Regions from separate parts of the Drosophila melanogaster genome. Here region 2 is linked to region 1. A link is a contact called in public Hi-C data. All regions are on one chromosome and are shown on one strand. Each heading gives the region's core, a stretch centred on a gene start, on an enhancer-like site or on the middle of the called end of the contact. The rest is flanking DNA. Distances are from core to core; before and after follow the strand shown.

Region 1 (3,718 bases), core at 287-2,786:
CGGTTGTAGTTCATAGTAGGCTACCTGGCGCTGGAATTCTCTCAGCACGCGCTCCTTTTCCGGACACATATCGGCGCAGTGACCCTGGGTGGCACCGGACAGCTTGTGTTGCGTTCGGTTCAACCGGAGCAGCTTATCGCGGGCATCCAGCACGCTGAACTTCTCCTCGCTTGTATGGGCGGGTCTGCGCATCATGTTCTCAAGATCCCTGAGCTGGGCAGGCGTACGATCTCTGCTCACCGGCGCCGTTGCGGGCCCAACTGGTATGGCAGGCAGCATTGAACTGCCACCGCTACCACTGCTGCCATTTTGTGGTTTTTTTATCGGCTTGCCCGACCCATACTCATTGCGCCAGCCCGACTGCAGTGCACTCAACTCCGCCTGAATGTCAGGATCCACCCACTCCTCCGTTTTCTGTGCCGGCGCCGTCTCGTTATCAGCATAGGATATATCAAACAGGTGACCCTGAAAGCTGGCGCCATCGAGAAGCGCCCGCGCCGCCTCGTCCTCGCTGGCATAGCTTACGGTGCAGGTCATTCGCCGCGGACGCAGGACGAAGTTTACGAGGGTTCCAAAACGTCCAAAGTGCGAACGCGCCACATATTTGTCCAAAAATAGCTCCGGAATGTTTCTGCATCTGGGGATTCGTATGGAACTATAGTTGACATCGCTCTGCCTTTGATGAACGAACTTTTACTCACAATAATGTCTTGTAGTTGTAGCCGCCGGGACGGGGTTCTGCCATCGATCGAATATAGTTTAAGGTTTTTAGTTTCTTTTTTAGCTGAATGAGAGCGAATGTGTGCTTTGTTGTTACAATATTGCCGTCAAGCGATTGCCGGTAATCGATAACGCAAATCTGAAAATGGCGCGAAAAAAATACCGCAATGGCTATCCCACCCACACAATATCGTTCAGGTTTAATTGAAAATTTTAATGTTTTACATTCGAGATGAATGTATTTGCCTAATAAATAAAATGTTAACAGGAGTTGGTAAACATATATTCTTAGGAAATTAGGAAATGCTTGGGGCGTTCCTTAAACTGTTGAATGAAATCGAACATCTTCTTATATTATCTTATATATATATGAATATATATATAGGTGTAGCAATCTTTTTAAGTTCTTTTTATTCTCTTTTAAGCTCTCGATTCAAACTCCTCGATCTTGATAACACTATCTGTCGTTCTTAGGACTATACAATTAATCCTATCGAAATTGGTTGTTCCTAGTATTTTATATTTATACATAGCTTACATAAGAAATATTTTCATCTTTACACTTTAATATTTTAAGACGATTAATTACCTCTTAATCAATATCTCTATTTAATAGGCTGACTTATATAAAGCAATGCAAATTCAATAAAACTTATTGCAGAATTAGATGGCATTTAGCCCAATCCCTGATTTTAAAATAAGCGGGAGATAACGAGCAGTAGTGTGACCGCCCAGTAAAGTATAACCAAATACCGCGAAGAAGCCAAGCTGCTGTTCCGATAGTATCGATGAGCCTGCCATCCCCAGAATTTTGGTCATTTGTTGTTGCTCGCCAGGGCGAATTCGAACTCGAAGCGCAGTAATCAACGCGCTGCTCGTGGATTTTTTTTGCATTTTTTTGAGTTCAAATAGTTCGTTAATAAGAGTGGCGGTCAACGATACTATTCCACTTGCAATCGAAATATGAATAGTTGAAAGTGATAAACAACAAGAAAGAAGCGACGCCAACGGGCGAAAAAGGAGATAACCGAAAACGAAAAACACGACAAAAGCAACGTTAAAAGAGAGTAACAGAAAAGATATAAAAACGATGATCGAACCGTAAATTTAAAACCATGCAATCTACAGCGCATAATATATAATAATTTGACCAAAACAAATGCCAAGTTTGCGAGCGAGAGCGAAGAACGTTAAAAAAAGAAGTAAATAAATGATCTTGGCCCGCTGTTTGTTGTTCTTGTTATTATGGTTGCCGTTGTTGTAACTCGTTTTTTTTAATGCGCGCGTGTATGAATCACACAAACACAACAAAACAAACAATAACAACGATGCCTTACGGTGAAATATGCTAAGTAAATAGCAAAAGAGAGTTCCAGTTTCCAGAGAGCGACAGAGAGGGAGAGCGCGCGAGAGCGACTACAAGTACATACTGGAAAGCGATCCCGATCCTTTTTCCAGGCACGCAGCCATCTCGCTCGCACCCATGCCGCCCTAGACCAACTTTTGTTGCAGCTGCCTAACAACCAACAATACAGCAACAACAAGCGCACTGTGCACGCGAAAGGAGCAACAAGGATGGCGATAGCTGGAAAGCGACGACGATGATGATGATGCGGTCGTAACAACAACAGCAACAAGAACAACAAAAAGCTGCTGCAGGCAGACGAGCATAGCGTTAAAAAAAAGTAGCTGCATACAAAATAGTAATAGGAAAAAATCCGAAAAATTCGAGAAAAAAATAAGTTAAAGAAACGATCGCCCAATTTAATCAAGTGCATATATGTGTGTGCAAAATAAAAAGTGCATTGCAGCAGTCAAAAATACATACTTATTATCGCAGATCGAAGACGATAATAGTTATTGTTAACACGAAAAGTACGAAATGAAGGTCACCGTCTGCTTCGGCGACGTTCGCATTCTGGTTCCCTGTGGTTCCGGCGAACTCCTCGTCCGCGATCTCGTCAAGGAGGCCACGCGACGCTACATCAAGGCGGCCGGCAAGGTAAGGGGATATACCTGATATATATGATATAGTATTATAAAGTATTACTTTACCCATCGATAGTAATTTTGATGGATAACACTTCTGGAGTTACGGGAGGTACTATGTAACTGATATAATAAATACATTAATTATAAAGAAGGTTATCTCAAAATATATTATATATACATACAAAGGACATTTACTTCATACATATGTATGACTTATAAAAATACCAATGGATTCCAATATTATACTAATTTTCTTTAATTGTATCATTATTATATTCATACAAAAAAAACCCAATTAACTTAGAATTCTAGACAATAATGTTAGGCCCAATATTATTTATGATTATATTAATGATATACATATAGACAACCGTTATCTCTCCCAATTCGTTTGAATATTTGCATTCAAAAGTATAAAAACTAATAGATATCGTAAAATACCCCGAAGCTCTCAAATATATATTATTATACACAGATAATGGTAGAAACTGGTAAAAAAAAATCAAATGGCTCTTATGGAATAAACAAATACAAATAAATAAAATGATATCTTTTCATGTAGAAATTAGTGCTCCTACATTTATTTATGTTGGTTACCAACCCATTTCAGAAAGTGCTGACAAAATATAATAAAATATTACCATTTTACTTATTACTTATTACTTCTCTGTGACATCCAGTTGAAATGTTGATATGATATGGTTATCGGGGTCATAAACGTTATTAAAAAGAAAAGTGTCGCTAATGAGCGTTATTATAATCGTATATTTGGTTGGCCATTAACTTATAATTATAGGATTTTGTTTCTTAGCATGCACTTTCAATTAGTTAAGTCCGAAGAGTTAAGTTAAGTTTTAAGTTTTGCACACTATTTGAAAAGATTTTGAAAGGAATCTATCAATTGCTACGTATCTTACATACGTATCTTTGTAAGCCATGCCGCGACCGGTAATTGTATCTTTTGACTGTTTTCCTCGAGTGATTCCCGAAAAATACCCTTCGTCAT
Region 2 (4,127 bases), core at 1,048-3,547, 470 kb after region 1:
CTTGGCTAGCATCTTAGCATCTTGGATATCACGCGGAATTTTCAAGTGTTGTTTCTCCGACCTGCAGAAGTTGGGCAAGAACAAAACCGAGACGAGGTGTAAACACAGTCTATGTATATATGTATATATATACAAATACTTCATATATCGGTGGCGTGACTCGATGTGTGTGTGTGTGTGTGTGCGAGTAAACCCTCTCGCCAGATAGCTCTGTAATTTCAGCCATTTTCCAGTCAAATCTGGCTACTCAACTGGAGCTTAATTGAAATATTTCTTAATTTACAAATTTAGATAAGTTTGGTTGCTAGGGACTGGTATATAATATTACTATTTGATTAACTATCTAAATAGAAAACCATTGTTATTTATTGAATACTATACTTTAATAACTCTTTGTAAATAGTTCCTATCTTTACTGCCCAAAAACGCCTCTTAAATGGAAGCAAACTCACGATATACAGATAAGTGTTTTTATAATGCCGTAAAAGGTATCATGATTTGGTTACTATTTCAATTACTTTATAATCACTGTATGCCAATGCAGTGAAAAGGCACGAACACAAAAAAGAACAACAAAATAGATAAGTAAAATTTCACAGCATTATCAATAAGAATAATGGGTCTGCCAAGGGACTTTGAAAAAGATTAGAGGGATCTGCACTTATAGTTTTCAACACGTTACGTTTGCTGATCAAATTTGACAAAAAAAAAACAAAGATTGTTCTCTGACTTGCTGATTCCATGCAAATCAAATTCTGATGAATTCAAATTGATAGAAGTATATGTACACAAACGTCTTGAACTTTAAACAAAATAAGTTTACTCACTCACAGAACCAGACTATCAAATAACAATCCGCTTTAGGTAAAGTTTAAAGATAATAATAATCGTGTGCAGAAAGTTTTTCTTATGCAAAGCGTGACATTTGAGTTAAGTTACTTATTTAACATGGCTGTTATAGTAAATATTTGGACAATTAAATGGCCCTTTTCTCACTACATACAAATAGTTATGTCTGATCTAGCCAATAATAAGTATTTGCAATAAGAGTTTTACATCCTACAAATGTAATATCTATGATATTTAAACATAAAATATTGTTTTAGAAGCGAAATGGAGATAACTAGCATTAGGTAAATGACTACCTAGCATATCTAATCATAGTTGGATGTAGCCTAGCTATTTTAAGCGGATCATTGGTCGACATCTCTGCTCGCAAATCAAGCGAGACAAGCTAAGCATACACACACACACACATGGAGGCCACTTAACACCTTACAGGTGCACGAATGCGCAGGGGACACACATTTGTGGCGCTTTAGCACCAGAAAGACCCACTTACGCGTTGAGCTCGGGGAATATGGCGTACACATAGCACATGGTGACCAAGCTGGCCACAAAAATGCCCGCTACGATGACCAGGGACTTCTTGGTGGCCTTCTTCTCGTCTGCGGACATGGCCTGCTTTTGCGGAGTGGCCTGTTGTTGTTGCTGCTGCTGCTGTTGTTGCTGTGGATTAAGATCTTGTTGCTCCTGTGGCGGCACCTGTGGCAACAGTGGAGTAGCCACCTGATCCGGGGAGTGTTCCTGGAGCGCCTTTGCCCTGCCATTGCGCATTGTAATCCCCTCGTCAGCGGAAATGGCTAGAAAAAAAAAACAGAGACATGCAGATGTAATATGCATTCCAAAGCAGAAGTGGTGGTGGTGAACAGAATGCACGGACTAAGGGTTAATAGTCGTTTTTGGCTTCACGGGCTGCGCACTAGCTGCGGGTTAATCACCGTTCCTTCGCTCAGCTGATAAGTAAAAACAACTAAAACAGCACACTCACCCACACCACTGCAGTAAGACATTGTGGCTTTGACACGATGTACGTAAGCCCGAGTTGAAGAAGGAAAATTTAATAAGCCTTCTATATCCGATTTTAATTCACGATTGACTCATTTAGCGTCTAGGCTATTTATCAATTGTTAATGCTATTTGTGTGCCTATTTGCGCGCCAGTCACAATTTGTTGTTCTTCTCTCTATCCGCGTGCCTATGCGTATGTGTATGTGCGTGTGTCTACAACAATGAATTTAATCAATATAAAAAAAATAGGAAGTTGGCTAAAACTGCGTTAACTAGAGTAATTGTAGTTGACTACTGCGCTAATAGCAATTTTTTTAAATTTTTTCTATTGCTTTTCACTTTAGCCGACTTTTTCGGCGAACGATCACGCTTAAAAGTCAATTTAAAATAAATTAATTTCAGAAATTTCCGTCACGACCAGTGTGGCCGAAGGCGCAGTGTTGATTAAGTCCAAGCGTGTACACAGCTACCGCACAAAACTGAACGTGGGTTTCTAATAAAATCTGGTCATACTGTCATATTTAGCGCCACTTTTTAGTTTCTCTAAATTTTATTTATATTTTTTAATGTTATACGTAAATAAAAAAATGTGAGTGTCTGCATAAGCAAGTGAAGTACTTTTTTTGTATCTATAAATATCAACATAATAGTGCCCTTTTTCTTTTTGCCAAAAGACTCCATATTAATTACCACCTCCATGAAATACTGATAGAAATAGTGGAATTAAACAGTGCACTTTTTATTTTGTATGAAAATAGATTTAATAAAAATCTCATCAATATATTTAACATTCTATAATGAAACTACGACCTTCAGTGGGTAGCAAACGCATTCACGAAACTTAAGGGATTAGGTTAACTTGTTTTCATGTAAAAAAAAAAGTACGTTGGTATCTAGTCTAGAATCTGTTAGGAATCTGCTGTTGTCTTGTTTTTGAGCTGACGGTATAGCTGAACCATTTTGCTGCGCTCGGTTTCAAGCATTGACCTCGTAGCCAAGGGCAGATCTTTCCGCTTGCCCTTCATCTGGGCCTTGGTGGGTGCTTTGAAGGCGCTCTTAGATTGGGCAGCCAGCTTTAGTCGACTGCTGTCGTCGTCCTCCGGCCCACGATTTGACTGACCCTGGTCGGGATTCAGCATGGACTTTAGAAGGAGATTGGCTTTGCGTCCTGGACGCGGCACGGTTTCACTTTTTTCCGCTTTGCGCGGCAGGATTTTGAGGGAAGGTGGGGCATGGACGATCTCACCAAATGCCACAGCATCCTGTTTGAATTCTGTTGGCCCGGCATTCTGCTTCTCCTCGGTATCAACCTCTTGCTGGGCCTCCTTGTAGGCCCTCTTCACCAATTCGCGACTGGTCTTCGCATCCATGGGCTTGTGTACGACTTGAACCTTTTTGCGACCCCTTTTGCCCGCCAGCCGTTGCTCCTTTTGCTTCTGCTTGAGCAGCTCGTCGATCTCGTTTTTCGGCCTCTTTTGGACAGTAATCTCCCCGGTTTTGGGGTTTCTGATCACGTTCACACCATACTTGGCCTCGTAGTGGGCTTCCCGTACGGATGCATTGGTCATGCGATTCACTCGGCGCAGATAATCCTCGTCCGTTTCGTTGGCGAACTGCTTGATGTTACGCGTTTCCTTTGAGGAGGAACTACTGCCAGGCTTGGATCCTGGAGAGGATTTGGGCTTATCCTCCCGTCCAATTTCGCCCAATCTTAGCTTCTTGCCCGATTTGGTGGCGTTGGCAAGCTGCTGAAACTGACGGAACTTAAAGGACACCTGCTGCTCATCCTTTTTCACAGGCGGATTGTTCGTTACTTTGGAAAGTCTGAAATGTGAAATGGTGCAGATATTAGTTTAGCTGCCTTTTTCGACTGACTTGCCACTATGAACAAACTTCTTCTCCTTCTGTTCCAGCTGCTTGAGGGGATCACGGACGCCGTGGTGCTTGCGCACGGGAATCTTTCGTTTCCGAGCCATTTATTTTGGGTTTTGGTTCAATTTTTGTAAAACAAACTCGTGGTATCGACAGCATGGGTTAAAATACTAAGCGCGATGCATGCTGACAAATACCAAAACAAACCATAAATATACCAAATCGATTAAAGCTTGGACTCAAACCATTGGCGCCCAGAATTACAAATGAAATATTAAAGTTAAATATATATTAGATTAAATATATAAATGTATTTTACACTATGTATTGTATTAAGTAGTCTTCATATTCCCCTATTTTATAATATACATTTTTAATAAAGATTTATATGCTGTAATGAGAAAA

Evidence for each region. Hi-C and Micro-C count contacts between places; a contact is called where the count stands out from the background.
Region 2: a Hi-C map of the OSC cell line shows a contact between it and region 1, with 4 times the contacts expected there. The contact joins the promoter of stas here to the promoter of baz in region 1. A contact is called at or near these places in 10 of 107 Hi-C or Micro-C datasets (the Kc167 cell line, the OSC cell line, the S2 cell line and 5 more) and 2 of 6 datasets of contacts at active chromatin or transcription factors (both in the Kc167 cell line).

What each region holds. Positions count from the first base shown.
Region 1 is chrX:17,158,470-17,162,187 of dm6, forward strand. baz (bazooka) reads left to right here and starts at 1,537. Exons shown (of 8, transcript NM_001347807.1): 1 at 1,537-2,722. The coding sequence starts at 2,603. xmas (xmas,) reads right to left here and starts at 837. Exons shown (of 5, transcript NM_001370033.1): 1 at 702-837; 2 at 1-637. The coding sequence starts at 745.
Region 2 is chrX:17,625,598-17,629,724 of dm6, forward strand. stas (Stasimon) reads right to left here and starts at 2,298. Exons shown (of 4, transcript NM_132997.3): 1 at 1,832-2,298; 2 at 1,343-1,643; 3 at 1-61. The coding sequence starts at 1,853. It overlaps CG8326, which reads right to left and starts at 3,895. Exons shown (of 2, transcript NM_132998.2): 1 at 3,744-3,895; 2 at 2,567-3,674. The coding sequence starts at 3,826. The coding sequence ends at 2,759.